Regions from separate parts of the Dromaius novaehollandiae genome. Here region 1 is linked to region 2. Evidence: chromatin contacts called from public Hi-C data. All regions are on one chromosome and are shown on one strand. The core of a region is the stretch at or near the end of the contact, and the rest is flanking DNA. Distances in the headings are between cores, read along the strand shown.

Evidence for each region. A called contact is a pair of places that touch in the nucleus more often than the background predicts.
Region 1: a contact with region 2 is called in a Hi-C map of liver, with 8 times the contacts expected there. The contact joins the enhancer-like site here to the promoter of ANO5 in region 2. A contact is called at or near these places in 3 of 4 Hi-C or Micro-C datasets (brain, liver and ovary).

What each region holds. Positions count from the first base shown.
Region 1 is chr5:54,440,831-54,446,210 of bDroNov1.hap1, forward strand. It overlaps ANO5 (anoctamin 5), which reads left to right. Exons shown (of 19, transcript XM_064512860.1): 10 at 995-1,146; 11 at 5,268-5,342. Among named protein-coding and RNA genes, the nearest start is that of SLC17A6, 34 kb to the right of the region's middle. Within about 2 kb of position 2,786, at least 2 of the 2 cell types and tissues checked have open chromatin away from gene starts, as enhancers often do.
Region 2 is chr5:54,398,861-54,403,950 of bDroNov1.hap1, forward strand. ANO5 (anoctamin 5) reads left to right here and starts at 1,980. Exons shown (of 19, transcript XM_064512860.1): 1 at 1,980-2,240. The coding sequence starts at 2,180. It overlaps LOC135328659 (a long non-coding RNA gene), which reads right to left and starts at 1,789. Exons shown (of 3, transcript XR_010389620.1): 1 at 1,599-1,789.

The DNA.
Region 1 (5,380 bases), core at 1,536-4,035, 43 kb after region 2:
CACCGTGTCAAATACCATAATTAAACAGCACTTCAATTTGGATACAGATCTGTTAACACACAAAGATTTGTTTGTCTATTTGTTATCAGAGCCACTAGCTTTTTCACAGAGCATTCTCAAAAAATCTTGAAATAAGATGTTGTGTGCCTGTTTCCTAAACCTTTCTTGGATTTAAGCACTAGCCTTTGAGTGACATAGATCGGTCATTCAGGAAGCACCAGCAAAAGATTGTAGAACTGCACAAGATAAAATTTCCTGTGTTTGTGTAAACCATAGTGTCTTGAGTTCAAATAAGAACAATCAGATTACCAAGGCTTACATTTTAAAATAGTTTCTAGAAGGCTTTTTTAACTTTGCATGATATTACCACCTTCATAGTTGTTTGTTTTATATAAAAACACATTTCCCCTTTGTATTTAAAAAAGGTTCTTAAGCCAGCCTCAGTCTCAGTCACTTGAAAAACATCAGACATTCACTGTCTTTAAAATGACCACAGTATCAAATAATTACAAAAAAGTAGCAGGTCTTTGAACTTAGTACTTTGAAACAGTTCTGCTTATCTGTAATATAGTTCATGTGTTAAACGTCTGTACACAATTAAGTGAATTATCTCTGTTCTTTTGTTAATCTGTATTGATATTTGTATTTGAAAAATAGTTAAAGTGTAATTGAACATGGTTGTCATAACTATGGAAATAATCTATATCCTGTCTTGATATCTTCCTTTTCATCCACTTTTGGACTTCAGATAATAAATACATTTAATCCATATTCTTGTTCTTAGCTATGAACTTTAATAGGTATTCAGTAAAAATAGATGGGTCACATTGTGAGAGCAAATAGTAGGCTGCAGAATAGGAGCCAGTGCAGAGACACTTGTTTAATAGTTTAATAGTGCAGAGACACTATTTAATATAGGTAATAAACTTGTTCACATCTCCTAAAAGTTTTTTTTTCTCCTTTTTAACTATTTCTTAACATTTTCAAATTGCAGTTACTCTTTTCTTGGAGTTCTGGAAGAGACGGCAAGCTAGACTGAAATATGAGTGGGACTTGGTTGATTTTGAAGAAGAACAGCAGCAGCTCCAGCTGAGGCCTGAGTATGAAGCCAAATGTACCCAAAAGAAGAAGAACCCTGTAACTCAGGTAATTAAACCTGCTGGATTGACATGCATGCAAATTCAGTTTTGTGCTGAAAGGTGTTAGGGGGAGGGGTTTATAATATATGAGCATCTAATTGCTAGATAAAGATTTGTGCAACACATAAGCAGTACAGCATGTATATCAGAGCAGGGCAGGCCCTCAGCTATTACATCTCCACACAAGTATGTGTATGATCACAAAGGTCTTGGCTTCAATATATAGAACATGGTGCCAACAACCCCCTGTTGCAGGCTAACTGAACACAATGGAATGCATTGGGTATCAAAGCAGAATTTGGTAACACTTACTGTTTTCTCGCTGAAGGCATCCAGTCGGTGAGAGCTGAGGTTTGCACTCTTTGGTTGACTAAAATCAGATATAAGCTCTTTAACTGGTGAAAGCAGTGTTGCAGTGATAGCACTGATTGGTACTGGAGCTAATAGCCCTGCCTTTGAGGGGTCTCTTTATCCTGGCACAATGCCACGGTGGTGCGGCTGTACCATTTTCCAGTCTGAAGTTAACTGTAACTGGCTCTTAGCACTTCGACCTGTTGCATGACAGGCATGCCCCACCTCTTAGATCATGGTTCTCTGTGTAGGTGTCTTAGCTAGGCTTCTTGAGCCAGAATAAATGAGAGTGTGGTTTTCTTCCACTGAGATGTGTTCATAATTATAATTAGATGTCCTTTAATGATTTTAATTTCCACAGGAAATTGATAGATTAAATGAGGAATACTGAGACACAGCTTATACCTTTCACTTTGCTAACACCATCTTTACAGTGTCATTCACATTTCAACATAGCAGTCTCTGAAATCTTTGTGCTCTCAGTAAAGCACTCTCTCTCATTCCCTACACAACATGGAAAGGAACAGTTGTCTTGATACAAAGATGCTTAAGTGTGACATAAGCTGTGGTTTCACTTATGATATCCAAATCCAGTTTGGGGAGCACTTGGAAGGTGAAGATTGCTGAAGTCCTTTGTCTGAAATCTAACTAAGATACAATTAACCATACTATTTAACTCTTAAACAAGTTAATCATCTTCATTAAAACTTAATTTAGGTAGAAGTTATTTGACAAATTTAGGGACCAGATGGTTACATTCCAGTACAATATCTACTGCCTCAATCAGAAGTATTTAAATCATCTTCCTTCTTCCTAGAATTGTATTGTATATAAATAATTTATTTTCACCAGTCATGAGTATACTAAGTAACACAGTCTTCAGAAAAGAAATAGAAACCTGGCTGTAGCATAGGAAGCACAATTATTATACAAACAGTAGCCTGTCTTTCAGGGCTGTCTGCTTAATTAGGGAATATATACACTAATCTCATTTCTCTTGAGTGTTTCTCTTGTTCCCTTTCAGCACATGCAGCATTGATGTTGTTGTTCTCATAACTGCAACTTGCACGCTCCAGTCACACAGAGATCTTTGAAGATCCTGCAGTATGATTTTGAGTGTAGCTCTGCAGAGGAATTACTTTCTGCAGGCTCAGGAAAACCAGTTTCAGGCAAATTGTAGTTTTTGACTAGCTTGTTCAGCTAATTGAAAACAGATGCCTGCCTGTTGCATGGTATTTGCTATTATGGGTCTTTCTGTATGCCTAGGCTCAAAACCTCCGTTTTCTTACGTAGCTGCGCAGTAACCAAAGCCAGCTGAACCGCTGTGGTTCTGCTGCAGTTGAAGGAAGGAACAGGGGTTCCATACAGGCACTGCATGGCCCTCGTGTTCTCTGGAGTAACATACTGCAGCAGAGCATAATGGGGTGAAGACAAGGAAGCAGTGGACTTGACTCACAGGCAGTAGTTATGTGCAGCATGGACCAAAACCCGTAGTCTCAGGGGGTGAGTCAGCCACAGCGGATTACAGCCAAAGACAGCATGGGCTAGTCCGTTTGTGTTAGTGCTCTGGAGGAGGAGATTGTTACCTCTGTAAGTGCACGCAGTGGACTTTATTCCCTAAATAAAGTGGACTTTATTTAGGAAATAAAGTGGACTTTATTTAGGAAATAAAAATGGGATCTTAATATATTTTTCTCATCTCAGACTGAGATACTGATTTATAATATAGGAGAGTCAGTTGTTCACAGCTGTTTAGTTTTGCTCCCTATGTACGGATTGACAATTGCCATAGAAATTCAATTATTGGATAATCCTTTATTTTATGAAACATCACATTTACTACCTTGGTGGATTTTCAGAAGCTATTGTGTGGCAGGGTTTTGCAGTGATGCTTGTCAATGCCCAGTTAAAGCAAACTACACAGGTTAGCCATGCTGTAGCCTAATTTCCTTTTGTTAGATAATGTGTAATACTGAACATGGGAAAGGAGAATGATTTAAAATAGATTAATTTTGTGGTCTGAAAAGATGTTACGGATACAGGTCACAGAGTTTACTGGGTCCCAGGAAACTTTACTTCAGTTAGAAAACTTATTTTCTCATTACTCTGCCATGATCCTGAGTTCTAGGTATGCTGAAATAGAAATCACCAACCTCAAGACTTAACTGGTACCTCATTTGCTGTTGATAAAGTATCGGCATCATACTTGTGATGCTGAAGTATTTAACTAGATGATAGCTAAATTTCATTTTTGCTGATTTCAGTAGAATCTTAATTTATATAAATAATGAAGCATTCCATTCAAAATAGGCCATGTCACTGCACAATGTTATTGCCTACATGTTGTTCTTAAGTAGAAAACTACTTGTTAAATAGCCTAGAATGTTGAAACATTTGTTCTTAATATAGTATATAGATACTATTTTTTAATACATAATAAGTATTAAATGTTACTGTGTAGAGTCCCCTGATATCTATGCCCATATCAACTTATCTTCAGCTTTTTTTATAGTACTATTAATAGAGCCTTTAATTGTTATCACCATCGAAAACCTTGTAGTAAGTCAAGACCCAAGTATTCATGATAGTGTTTAGTAACTATACTTCAGGCAGATGTAAGCACTATGTTTTACTTTCTCATGAGAGAACAGCACATTACGTTTAAAACAAAATTGCATTCATATGAACATACTACTGACTGATCTGGCTACAGAATATTGCCATCAAAAAGGAACATTTGTCAGGACAAATGATTGATACTACTTGATTGTCTCAAGGGGAAAGGTGCTGCTCAGCTGTGTGTCCATTGTATTCATAGTAATTATGCCATGTTACACCAGTGTGTTCAGCACACTCTGGACTTTCGTGTAACAGAAACTAAACTTGCTTCAGCAACATGTTACAGCTTAAATATCTTCCACTTTCAAAACAAGTATCTACAATTTCAAAATAGTTATTTGTAGCATACTTAAAATTGTGCTAGCCTGTAGTAATCGGGGCCCCTTTGTCCAAGAGTCATGTAAGCACAGTACAGTGCCTTGTCCCAAAGTTTTATCAACTTCAGATTTTTGTATATTAAGTTTTCTTCCCTTGGCATTAGTTCTTAAGTAATCTCTTCTTAATACATGTAATCTGATATTTTAGGAATTAGAACTGATTGCTGAAAAGAGAACTGTACACGAACATGGAAAACTGTTCTTGTGCTATATGGGAATAGTCTTTTGGGTAAGATCTAGCCGCCTGATACTGCAGCAGAGATTGGCAACTAATAAATGTAGCCATTTCTTCAATAAGAAAAAGAAATTGAAGGAGTGGAGGAAAATGCTTTCTGGCTGTGTGGAACAACATGGTGCATCCAAGTAGAGGAGGATTTTAAAAAACCTTCACATGCAGAATCTCTTAAGATTCAGTCCAATTTTGAATGCAGAGCTGTATGACAGCTGACCTAGCATTACAATAAATAATTCTGTCCTCTTCATGTGATTAAGAAGTGGGTCTTTGTCCTGCAGACACTGATTGATTTTGCCAAGGTTTAATTATTCTTTCTAGGTATTGCGTTTACTTTTAGCGTTGTTTATGGCGACTTCTGTCCTAAATATTTTTTTTATCCGAACATTCAAAATCATGTCATAGTTGCCCTTTTAGAGAGCGGGGTTATGAATGGTTTTCCTCGGATGTGGTCACTTTCACACAGCTGTTGAGAGCTCTCTGTGCTGCTTGATATTAAAATAAGATTATGGTTTTGTGAACTGTGCTGTGCTTGCTTGACTGTTTCAGGAGATGGAGCCTTATTTGCCTCTAACTAGCCAGGCTGTTCGGTTCTGCATCTCAGGAACTACAGTGTTGTTCTGGGTGAGCATTTTTTGCATCATCACTTTAACATGTATTAG
Region 2 (5,090 bases), core at 730-3,229:
AAAATTATCAGTCTGTTTAAAAGGTTGACCTCAGTCACTGTACAGCTTTATGATCACCAACAAAAAGACAAGGTAGGAGGAAGAAAGGTTTGTGCCTTTTAAAGGAAGCATGGTCCTGGATCGCTTAAGCACATTGTGAAACCGCAGCATGAGACAATAGCTGTTTAAACTCTGAATATACAAGAAACCGAAAAGCTGGGTTATGTGTGCCTGCTAAGGGCACAAGGCCTTCATGGCTCTTTCTGGGAGAGCAGATTTCTGTCCTGTCTCTAACATTGGCTGGTGTGTAATTTACACAAATTCAGTGCCTCGACAAACCATGAGCCTGTCCAATTACAGAGATTTGCAAAAGCATCTTTGGCAGTCTAGATATAGTACTTACAGCTTTAGATATGGTCAACTTCCCTGCTACACATGCAGGGTGGAGCTGGGAAGGGCGAGCATGTAATTAGAAGGCAAAACCCAGCCTTGGCCACTGAAATCCTTGCTATTCCTGGCTCTTACTGAATACTGGCTGCTAACTGCATCTTCTATGGGCATAAAAGCTTTTATCCTATAATATAAAGCTGTGATAAAATTAAAGGCTTAGAAAATGCAGCTTTTAAAGTAATCATTGTGACCAAGTGAATTGTATGCACTTTCAAGTTCTTAAATGATTCCTTTGGTATGTCATTTCTGTACTTTTTGTTCCCACTAACCTGTATCTTCGGATTAAAATCCAAGCTAAGCATTTCAGACTTTGGAAAGCAACCAAATATGTTGTTAGTCTCGCTTTTGACTAAAAATACATTTCTAGAAGCAGTTACATGATGCATGAAAAATAAAGGCCTAATACTACATGTAGACCTGAACACAACCCCAAAGTAACTTTGACTCACTGTACTTTACTTCGTGCTTGAGAAATCCCATCATGATACTGCTGTTGTGCATCAGGTGCCCAGGTAGCAGGACTGCAAATCAGCTTGTTGCATGAAGCTGTTTTTTAGTCAGTAAAAGGTGCACATGCAAAGCTGATCTGAGAAAAGGCCTCAGGGTCTGCCCTGAAATGATGTTAGCGAACAGAACGTATGTGAAATAAATGGAGAGAGTATTGGAAACGACCCCTAGCTGCTGAAGATGATGATGATAAAGTGAGGCTGCTTCACGCATGGAAAAGCTGCCATCAGGACAGCTAATAGCAACTTCCCACTTTGCCTGACACCTGCACAAATCAGCCCTCGGAGCATGCGAGAGGCCTGTGCGCTGCGCCGGTCGTCCTCGCAGTGCGATCAAAGCAAGCTCAAGTTGGTCCTCAGTAAAGAAAAGTGAGACTAACGAAGGGAATATTATTCTCTCCCACTTCCTTAACTTCTTCTCTTTGCTCTATTATTACAAAAACCCCGCCCAAAAGCAAGACAACCCCTTCGCTGCAGCCAGCGGGACCAGTAACGCTGCCAAAGGGGGCTGCTCTGCTGAAACTCTTAGGCAGTGCTGAAAGTCTCATTTTTAAAACCGGGGTTCTGTGTAACATTCGGGTTTCAGATGCTTCCCCAGCTTGTTTTTGGTAGTTATTTCAGTGTCCTCAGTACAAACCTAACAGTTTTTAACAGAGTCCTTACCCAGCGACTGCATCAACCAAAAAGTCCTCGAGACTCTGGACAACACGAAACCGCAGAGACACGGATCGTCTCGACACAACTCTGCTTAGGGGGGGCATTTTCCTTCAGAAAGGCACAAAAACGGTACGAGAGGGGCACAGAAGGGCCCTCGGTGCTGCAGCCCCGCTCGGCTCCCGCCCAGGGCCCCGCGGCTCCCCGTGCCGTTGGCGGCACCGCCCCCCCCGCCCATCCGCGGGGCCAAGCGGCCGGGAGGAGGCTCCCCCCAACCCGCCCCCCCGGCCGCCCCTCACGCCGCGCCGCACCGCCCCGCCTGAGGCGCAACGGCGCCACCCCGCTTCCCGCCGCGCCAACGGCCGCGCGACGGGGCGGGGCGGGGCGGGGCGGGGCTGGGCGGCGGCCGCCCCCACCGCCGCCGGGGCGGGCAGTGCGCATGCACGCGCGGGTGCCCAGCGCCGCCGTGGAGGCGCGCGGCCCCTCAGTCGCCCCCCCGCGCCGCCGCTTAAGGAGGGGCAGCCGCGTCGCGTCGCGCCGCGCCGGGCTGAGCCGAGCCGAGGCCGCCGGGGGAGGGGGCGGCAGCCGCCATGAGCCGCCTGGGCAGGAAGGCGGACGAGACCCTCATAGAGATGGCGCTGACCTCCGACGGTAGGTGCCGCCGGGGGCGGCTGGGCGCGGCGCGGGGGCCGCGGGGCCCGGCGCGGCGCCGCTTCCCGCCCGGCGGTGGCGGCGGGGCTTTCGGCACCGTGGCGCGGGGCCGGCGGCGGTCAGCGGAGCGGTTTGAAGCAGGGTCTGTTGGTCGTCGCCTCCGGAGCGGGTGGCCGCGGCCGCCCTGGCCAGGCTGGCGCAGCCCCCGCCGGCGGGGCGGTGTTAGGCGGGGCTCTGTGCGTGCGGGGCGCCGCGGGGCCTGCGCTTGGCGGTAGCCGCGGTGGCTTCCAGCCCGCGTCGCTGCCTAACGTAATTTTTGATAATTAATGAGGTAACGTTATGATTTCGTAAAGTGAGTTGGCGTAAATGCCGGGCGTGCGTTGCCTGGCGATGCAAAACAACGGTCGGATATGAGACTGTACATGGATATTTTTGGACAGATCCTTCAGTCTTTACAAAAAGAAAACGGGAGAGGAAAACATCGAGCTGGAAAAACTTCCTTGCGTCATGCTTCTTCACATCAGTCCTAGAAGTAAAGGCTCAAAACGAGGGAAGGGACCGCCAGCAGCATCTAGAGAGGTGTCTTGGGTTCACAGGCTCCTGATTTTCCCTCACAAGCCTGATTGCTGTGTCTTTTAGAAAAATACATATTGCTATTTTAAACACTCTAAGCAGTAGCATAAAGTCGTGTTTTTTCAAAGTATTTGACAGTATTGTTTTAGAGAAATAGGACTGCAAGTAATGCCTGTGAAAACTATCCAAAGGAAGCTATTTGCAATGACAAGCACAAGCGTAGCATAGTGCAGCTCCTCGAGAGGCAGGAGGTCGCAGCTGGTGTCAGACAGACATTTGCTGTCTCCGTGAAAGCATCTTGCAGTTGGCAGACTGAACTGAAGCAGATGGGGATATTACAGCCTCTTGGCCAGCAACGCGTTTCCAAAGCCTTGTGGGGAGACCTGAGTCATTGCCCTTCCCACTGCACATAAGCACAGAAATGTGCTTAAAACTGTCTCACTGTCCTAAGCAGTAGTTGTTTTCTTCTGAAGTAGCTTGAGGCTAAATATTCGTCATGATTAACAGGAAATTAAATGTTTGCAAAATATACAATAACCATTCAGGGAACGGTGTTGGGAAGTCAGGTTTGTAAACATGATTCCCTAACATCCAGTTTTCCCATGTAAATTTTGTGGTTCATTAGTCATAAACATTGAACATAAGGAGGTTTGAGGGGTTTCAGTGAACAAGGATGATTTATTAGATTTTACAGTACCATAACACATTACTGTGTGTGCAAAATCTTCTTCTTTTTTTTTTTTTTTTTTTTTTTATCTTATCACTTTGCTGAAGCAGAAATTGGACTGTAGTAGATAGAGGAGAAAACGTCTATGTTAATATGTTGTTCAAGAATTTCTTAGGGTAAAAAAGTCTTTGATTAAATAATCTTCCATCAGTAGCGGTCTATGAAAGTTAACAATATGCACATAAGATCTCCACTAGGACTTCTAGTAGATCTAAACACGTGCTTTGTGCTTCTGAGAAAAACGTAGCCTCTTAAGGAGACTCAACGCTGTAGATATCTGACGTGCAGAAGGAGGGTCTGTGTGAGTCGGTAGGAACAAGGCAGGAGGAAGGGCAACTGCTGCATATTTTCCTTAAAGACATGCTCTTATTTGGCGAGTGAACGTGCATTTAATTCTGTTTTACTACTGCATTTCAATAGTAAATCCTGAAGAATAGGTTATGTAAATGAAAACCTACCTACCAGCAGCAGAAAGTTCAGCTTGCGGTCTGCACGTAGAGGCCATATGCCGAGCCTTCTACCTTGAAGGAAGCTTTCTTGCTTCCTGTTGAATTATAGCAGAATGAGGTAATAGTTTCCATTTGCATTTGTGTGGTTTCGCTTTTTGTTGAAGATGTGATATTTACCTAAATATTAAAAACTAAGAAAAATGAACTTGTGAAATCTGAATATAAATATCACAGGAAGAAGACCATAATATGTTGTTAGGCGTATTTCCTTAGGTCTGTGCTGTCTTTCAGTGTTATTACAAATTTTTTTTTTTTTTTAGCCTGAAATATTAGTACTACACTAGCTGTGTTGTGGGATATGTCCTGAGGCTGTGAATCTTCCGGAAACTAGTAATTGGCTCAGTGTCATGTTTTGAAATGGGCCACCTGTGTATTGGGGGTTCTTTTTGCAAAACTTCTGAAAGTGTGGTTTGAACCCAGCGTATTGTAGCAGATGGTAAGAGATTATACAGCATTTGCCTTCAGTAGCAGGAGACTGGTCTCTGCTATGGATCGTGTTTCTAAGATTTACCTTGATTGCTCTAATTTCAAATGCTGGCTTCTGTTGTTTGGCATCTTGCTCATCTTCCATCATCTGAGAAAGTAGGTAGCAAAATATCAAGAAAAGCTGATGTGGTGACTTCTGAACAGCATTTATTCCAGTTTATTGCATTCTAATAATGCATCAGCATTCTGGGCCAAATTTTAATATCATTTGATAGTGTTACTGCACATACATAATTGGAACTATTATGATTAATACCAATAATAAAAATTAAATATGGGGCTCTTTTCAAAGCCACATCTGTCATTAATTATTGAAGAAATGTATGTAATAATTTCTGGTCCATTTGTAGAAATGGAGATATAATGTAGAATGGGATATCATGTTCCCACAGGACTAAACTGGAAGATTTGTGAACCAGAAAACAATTTGAAAGACTATTCCTAGACAATGAAATAAAAACTGCAACAAATGTAAACACATATTCAGAATATGAAAGATAAGTGAGAAACTGTTCCATTAGATTAACCAACATGTAACTCCTGAACGGAATTTCT